Linked DNA regions of Acanthopagrus latus: region 1 is linked to region 2. A link is a contact called in public Hi-C data. All regions are on one chromosome and are shown on one strand. Each heading gives the region's core, a stretch centred on a gene start, on an enhancer-like site or on the middle of the called end of the contact. The rest is flanking DNA. Distances are from core to core; before and after follow the strand shown. Region 1 holds the start of LOC119018713 (immunoglobulin superfamily containing leucine-rich repeat protein 2-like). Region 2 holds the start of zdhhc13 (putative palmitoyltransferase ZDHHC13).

Evidence for each region. Hi-C and Micro-C count contacts between places; a contact is called where the count stands out from the background.
Region 1: a contact with region 2 is called in a Hi-C map of muscle, with 4 times the contacts expected there. The contact joins the promoter of LOC119018713 here to the promoter of zdhhc13 in region 2. A contact is called at or near these places in 2 of 4 Hi-C or Micro-C datasets (both in muscle).

What each region holds. Positions count from the first base shown.
Region 1 is chr4:14,323,297-14,326,495 of fAcaLat1.1, forward strand. It overlaps LOC119018713 (immunoglobulin superfamily containing leucine-rich repeat protein 2-like), which reads left to right and starts at 1,591. Exons shown (of 3, transcript XM_037096592.1): 1 at 1,591-1,658; 2 at 2,200-2,377.
Region 2 is chr4:14,152,797-14,156,039 of fAcaLat1.1, forward strand. It overlaps zdhhc13 (putative palmitoyltransferase ZDHHC13), which reads right to left and starts at 1,929. Exons shown (of 17, transcript XM_037096439.1): 1 at 1,834-1,929. The coding sequence starts at 1,857.

The sequences.
Region 1 (3,199 bases), core at 341-2,840, 170 kb after region 2:
ATTCTGTCCCAGCTACAGAAGAACAGAAGACACAGTGGTTGCGTTTCATTCATGACAACGTGCCGGCTGCACTTCTTGTGATAATGTGTGCTAACCACTTCACATCGGACTGCTTCAGTAACGAAGGCCAGTACAAAGCTGGCTTTGTCTCAACACTGACCCTTGTAAAACGATCAGTCCCAACCATACGGGACCAAGCAACTGTACCTGAGCCACAGGTAAGTGTCGCCGCGGTTTGATAGTATTTACAGTTGCCTACGAGTATGGTGAAGTCAGCTTGAAACTGGCTAACTAGTTAACTCCGCTTCGGTCCGCTCCGCAATGGTGTTTGAAGTGTGTTTAATGTTAATAATATTACGATGGAGCTTGGGTGTCACAGTAAAAAGCCTGGAAACATTTGCAGACTGGAGACAGAGACGATGTAAACAGTGTCCAAGAGTTTGGAGACTGTGTTTGAGACAAACACAACTTTGGCTTGCTGTTAGCCGTTAGCTACGTGGTGGTAAGTGTACCAACACATACGAACAAACTAACATTATTCAGACACACTAACCATTCTGACATGTCCTGCTGCAGAGTCTGTGCTTCTTCAGGAGCCTCTCCTTCTGGGTCCGATTCTGGGTCAAACTGGTATGGTTGATTGAAATCTCTACGATCCGCAATACAGATATATACATCCACCATAACAGTAGCGCATGATACCGCTAGCGTAAGAAGCATTGTCTTCCTGAGAGTGATGTAGCAGGCAAGTAGGCATTGACAGACGGAGCTCATTAGCATTTAAAGGTGCAGGCACAGAAACAGCGTGTTCTCAGGGGGGCTTGCGCAAGGCACAGGTCAGGTACTGGTAAACATAATGACATTTGATTTTGATGTTGACATGATTTTTTTAGGTTTAATATCACAGGCAAATGGCGAATTTAAGTTGTACACAGTGAAAGCACTACACCCTAAGTTATTTTGAAATCGATTGTTATTGTCATTACTGCTATTTGTATCATTTCTACAAGTCACCGTTTAAGTTGAGTGACTGAAATCCTCGTCATCCTATTCAAAGGCTGCAACAGGCAACTCATTGAACCAGGGTGAAGTTAGTTTCAGGTTGGATATTCGGCAGATATTCAGTCGGGTCCAGCCGCGACTTTACTGAGGTTCGCCCAGTGTCAGCAGCAGGAGGACGGTTAGCTCACCTCCCAGAGCAATAAAAAAAAATTTTCAAAAATCTCACCAGTAGGTGAGATTTAAAGGGTCATTTTTCAAAATTTTTGACAACCCAGTGTTGGCAAGTATGCTGACAGCTGTGTGAAACTGATGAAAAACAGTATATATGTATATGGGACCTTTAAGATATTAACACGTCTTGTTGTATGACATAAAATACATAATTACATGTACACAATTTAATATTGTGTTAACAAATGGCTGAATGAGACTACAGAAATTGTAGGACATTTTATGGTCATAATGCCGAACAGGGTGACTCATTTATTCACTGCAGTGTTTGCTTTTTTAGCCTAACAAAAATCCAATTCAAAACTCCCTTATGCTTTTGAACGAGGGAACATGGGCCATGCTAACGTCCGGGGTTAGCCTGTGAAAACATGTCATTGCTGCACCACTCTGTTGGACGGACCTTACATGCTACTTAGCAACAGGAGGTAAACTAGTATGATCAGCTCATTTAGCCCCTTGGCTAAGCTGTTACTCCCAAAGCTATTTTTATTTCAGCACAAGTCAAAGGCAATAGCATCGTGTGCAGCTGACAAACAGTAAATATCATTTAACTGCATGTTAAACAACAAAACTAGCAAGCTAACTGGCCTTCCAGCTAGCACTGTTCTGTCCTGTCCAAAGTACTAGCTAGCTAGCTAACGTTAGCAGTTACTCTGGTGATATACTGCCCCCTATCTGTTTGAAGTATGAATTTGACAGGTGGCCAAGTCTTTACATATTGTACCTTTTAAGTTTGTAATGTGTTCACTCTTGATAGTGATGGGACTTTGTGAGTTTGAATTTAGCTGCTTTACTTCTTTTAGCTTTTATTGTTCCTATCTGTGTAGGCTTCGGCCATGGTCTCCTGCAGGCTGAAGTGAAGGTGGTTTTCCCTTTAAAACATTTTTGGAACGTCGACGCTGTGAGGAGAGAAGAGGACGACGAGGGGAGGAGGGGGAGATAACTCAGTATGACATACATTCACAGGCAGGAGAGACCCAGAGACGGATGCGCGTGTTTTCATCATGTAAGATCAGACAGAGACAGCCAGACAGACGGACGGACGGACGGACTCAGTTTCCACCTTCAAACTTCAGAACAGTCTGTGCGCTTTGACTGCAAACACCTCGGGTCGATCTACAGAGATATAAACACATAAACGCAGGTAAGCCGGTCCTCTACGCAGAGGTGAGGGGGGATCCTCTTTCCTCATTAATGTTTCATCGCGACCCTGCGTCGAGGTCTCACTGCGGGGACGAACTTCGCTCCCGCAGCGTCACGTTACACCGACAGTCCTCCCCGTCACGCAGCAGGTAGCTGCACAGAAACACGGCTGATCCAGAGGTTTGCGGATCGGAGCTGCTGTAAACAAACAGCTGACGCGCCGCTGCCTTTCAGCACCAAGGACAGAGCTGCTGCGTAGTTTCAGCCCAGTCGCTCCTGCCGGTGACTCACATGCGGCTGCTTCACATTACCAACCCTGCCTAATTACAGTTCTTCAGACAGCACCTTGAAGGCTTCGAGGCGACAACATCGAGCCAGATAGGATGAGCGGTGAAACTGCTTTTTTCTTTTCTTCTTCTTCTTCCTCTGTTTTTTCCAGACACCACAGGCTCATTTATATTCTCTGTTCAGACGCAAATCCACCTCAACTCACAGTTTATGCAGCTGGCTTGTCACTATGTAGCATCTGTCCTAAAAGTGTCATTTTAAGATGAGACCCTGCATGTGAAAACACCCTTGTTTTTTTCATGCTCTGGTCAGACAGTCCAGCATTTTGGGCCATAACGTTTTTCTTCCAGACTGCAGTGAGAGGTAAACATGTAGGTGTTTGTTTGTCCGTCATATTTCTCGAATGGACATTTATGTATGTCTCATTAGATCATTTTTGCATTCGCGACCTTAACATGTTAGAAAGCTCGGCTTCATTGTCTCTCCTGGACAACAGAAGCATGCTGAGGTCTGAGAAAGATATTTCAAGTCAGTT
Region 2 (3,243 bases), core at 679-3,178:
ACAAGCCTGGCCAAAAACCTCGACTGTATCTCTTCCCCTTTCTCTCCCTTCTCAATTCCTGCCATCTCTCACCTGTCTTTTATCTAAGTAACACTAAAATACCCAAAACACTTACATGCACGCATCAACTCCAGATGGCCAGTTATTTTAGATCTTAAACTATCAAGATTCCATTGGAAAAAAAACAGATTATTCCAAGACATCAAATACACAGTACGTCACTGTCTTCTGTCTCTTTTCTCCCCTGGAATGTGGAAAATGTCCATCGGGTTTTCAAACAGCTGGTGTAAGATTATCAAACTCTTCCACAGACCACATTCTCAACATTTTCCTCACTCACTGTGGTGACCTGGCTGTTTTCTCAGGTGAGGTACATTTTGTATTTATAAGGTGCCCTTGTGTAAAATAGCCATCAATGAGGTAAATAATGAACACAGCTAGAAAACATTTGGGTCTTTGTGCATAAGCTGTCGGGTTAGGCAATGTGACGATACCTTGAAATGATATTATGGATGGTCGGATGACATATAGATATAATATATAACAGTTTAAAGGGCCATGTTTTCTGTTTGATATGCTGTAAATTAGAGGGCGTTTGCTGTACTGGTCGCACCTTGTTATCAGCTGATACTGTCCTCTCACAGATATTTCAGTGTTGCAAGTATGTTCAGTCTGAAATGCACTGATATGAAAAATATTTTTTTGTAGAGAGGCAGAAAAAAACTTTTCAGGGTGAAAGATGTAATTAAAAAATTCCCAGTTTAAAGTTTCCTGTTTTAGAGCAATGATGTCATTTAGACAATACAGTTTAATGTCCAACCGTAAAATATCCTACGTCCATTACATGTCTTCATTACATTTGAGGGATCACTGCAAAAAATGTGTGCATTATGGGCCAACATGTCGATATAAGACTTTTATTTATTATTATTTTTACTCCTTATTTATCCCAAAATATTGACAGCCTGTGGGGCTCCACTCAAAATGACACATTTATAGCACACTGATGCTGTGTCTCCATGGGTTAGGGTGACTGGGTGCTTCTGCGAATTTCAAAGGAGTTTTTGCTGCCATGATGTGAATGAATGGGTTAATTTAGTATTTTGGGATGAACTACTCCTTTTAGCACCTGGTTGCTATATTCAATCCTCTGTTGATGCCGGTGATGACACGACCCGGGCAGCTAACGTTAGCCTTTCACTTAACAACATATGGCAAAAGCCAGCTGTCAGACTCCTGTGCTCAACTATTAACATTTAACTACTGACACGACACATGTGGATTTGGATGAACCCGACACATGTTGCTGACGACTCTCGTTCAAGGAAACTGCAACCGAGTTAAGCTCCGAGAGAGGATTACCTGCGGTTTCGTTATAATGGGCGAAGGTAAGAAAGGTAACCGCACAGTGACGGGGTCAGACACACGCTGGCTGTCAACGTAGCGTCATGTCAATCAGACTAATCGAACACACTCTCACTAACGTGCTCGTCCATACTTTTACATAAATACAATTAGCTGAATCTGACTGCTGAGGTTGGGGGTAAAGAGATTTAGCTAGCTAGTAGTTTCACTTCAGGTGACGAGCGGCGGGCTAGCTACGCCCACAGAAGCTAACAGCCCTCCAGACAGTTGATCAGCCCGTGTCGATCACCGAGGACAGGTTATTCCGCTTCACCGACGGGCTACAATTTAACATTAAGCTAGCTAGTTGATGCTAACAACGTGCTATGATAACACCGGGAAAACTACGCCAGACAAGTCTACGCCGGATGAAACAGTCACCTCGCAACACAGACGACAAGAGGAGCCGATAAACAGAATCCCACTTACACCATCGTCTTCATTCCAGTCCATCTTGTTGTGAAGGAACGAAGGCAAAGTTCCTGCAGCTGGACGGGCCAGAATCAACGTACAACTTCCGCAGTGTGATTTTCAGAATAAAGGCATTTGGTGGCGAAACTGCAGGAAGGCGTACTCACATAATTTTCCTGTCATTCTTAGCCATGGATGCAGGGAGTAAGAGTCAAGTAGCCGGCTATAACATTATGCCGAATCTACAGGAAGGCTCAAGTAAATAAGAATTTCTCCTTGACAGCGTTTCAGAAAGTTTAGAAAGTTTGCCCAAACTCAACACCTCCCAAATTGAGTGATTTTTTTTAAGGGAGTCTGGGTACTTTATCTCGCTCCTCACCTCCTTGCTGTTGCTGACTGTAGCTGATGTGGCTGCTTTGACCTATACTATCTTGGTGTTCAAGTCTGGCGTCTGCTGTAGTGTAAAGCGTTCTCAAAACGTTGTCAGTTATTGTCAGTAACAATCAGAAACATTTTATAATGCAAATTCAAATGAACACTAAAAACATTCATGATGTGCACCATTCACTATGATGTCGCTATAGGAATATGGCTAATGATAGTGATAGTGATAGTGAGACCTAGTTTTAAGCCTCTGAAACTCAATTTCCATACATTTAAATCAGATACTCACTCAGTTACTATTCATGTGTGACTGTGATTTTGACAGTGTATCCTAACTTTTACCCAAGCTTAATTTTTGGGTACTTTTTACTACACTGCAGGCATATTCCCTGGCTTAAGGAATGTTTGGGGGTTATTTCCTTACGCACAAATTCAGGAGGATCATAGTCAGAATTAGGATCAACTTTATCAGCCAAGTATTTGTGCACACATGCAAGGGGTTTAGGCCATACTGCTTTGAAAGCAGGGCTGTCAAATGTGAATGAAGCAACACAAAGCTTAACCTTAAAGCGAGATGGAATACATCATTTCATGTTTCATTGGAATTAAAGTGTGTTGTGTCGTTTTATTTTGAAGGCGAAAGCGTTGGACAGGAAATCGTGTTTCTGGCCATTTCTATTTCCTTGATGCATTTTCCTCTTCCTGAAAGTGACTGACTGTTTCACTCCCGCCTACAGGACGTTTTCCGCTTGTGCCTTCGTTATTCAACAGTAAAAACATATTGTAGAACACCCCAATGGAAATACATAGAAAACGCTTTTGTTTTGGTAGAAACACAACATGCATGTTCCCCGAAAACTGGGGAAACATGCTTTGATATCACAAGTTAAAATCAGTTGTATGAAATCAGCTTCTCGTGCCAGAGAGGTGTTTTTTTTTTCTTTCTTTCTTTGTTTTTTTTTGTTTTTTTTTTTACAGAAGCTTCACAGTTATCGATGTGACTTGTAATGCAACAGTTACATGGCCAGCAAATAAACCGAGTAA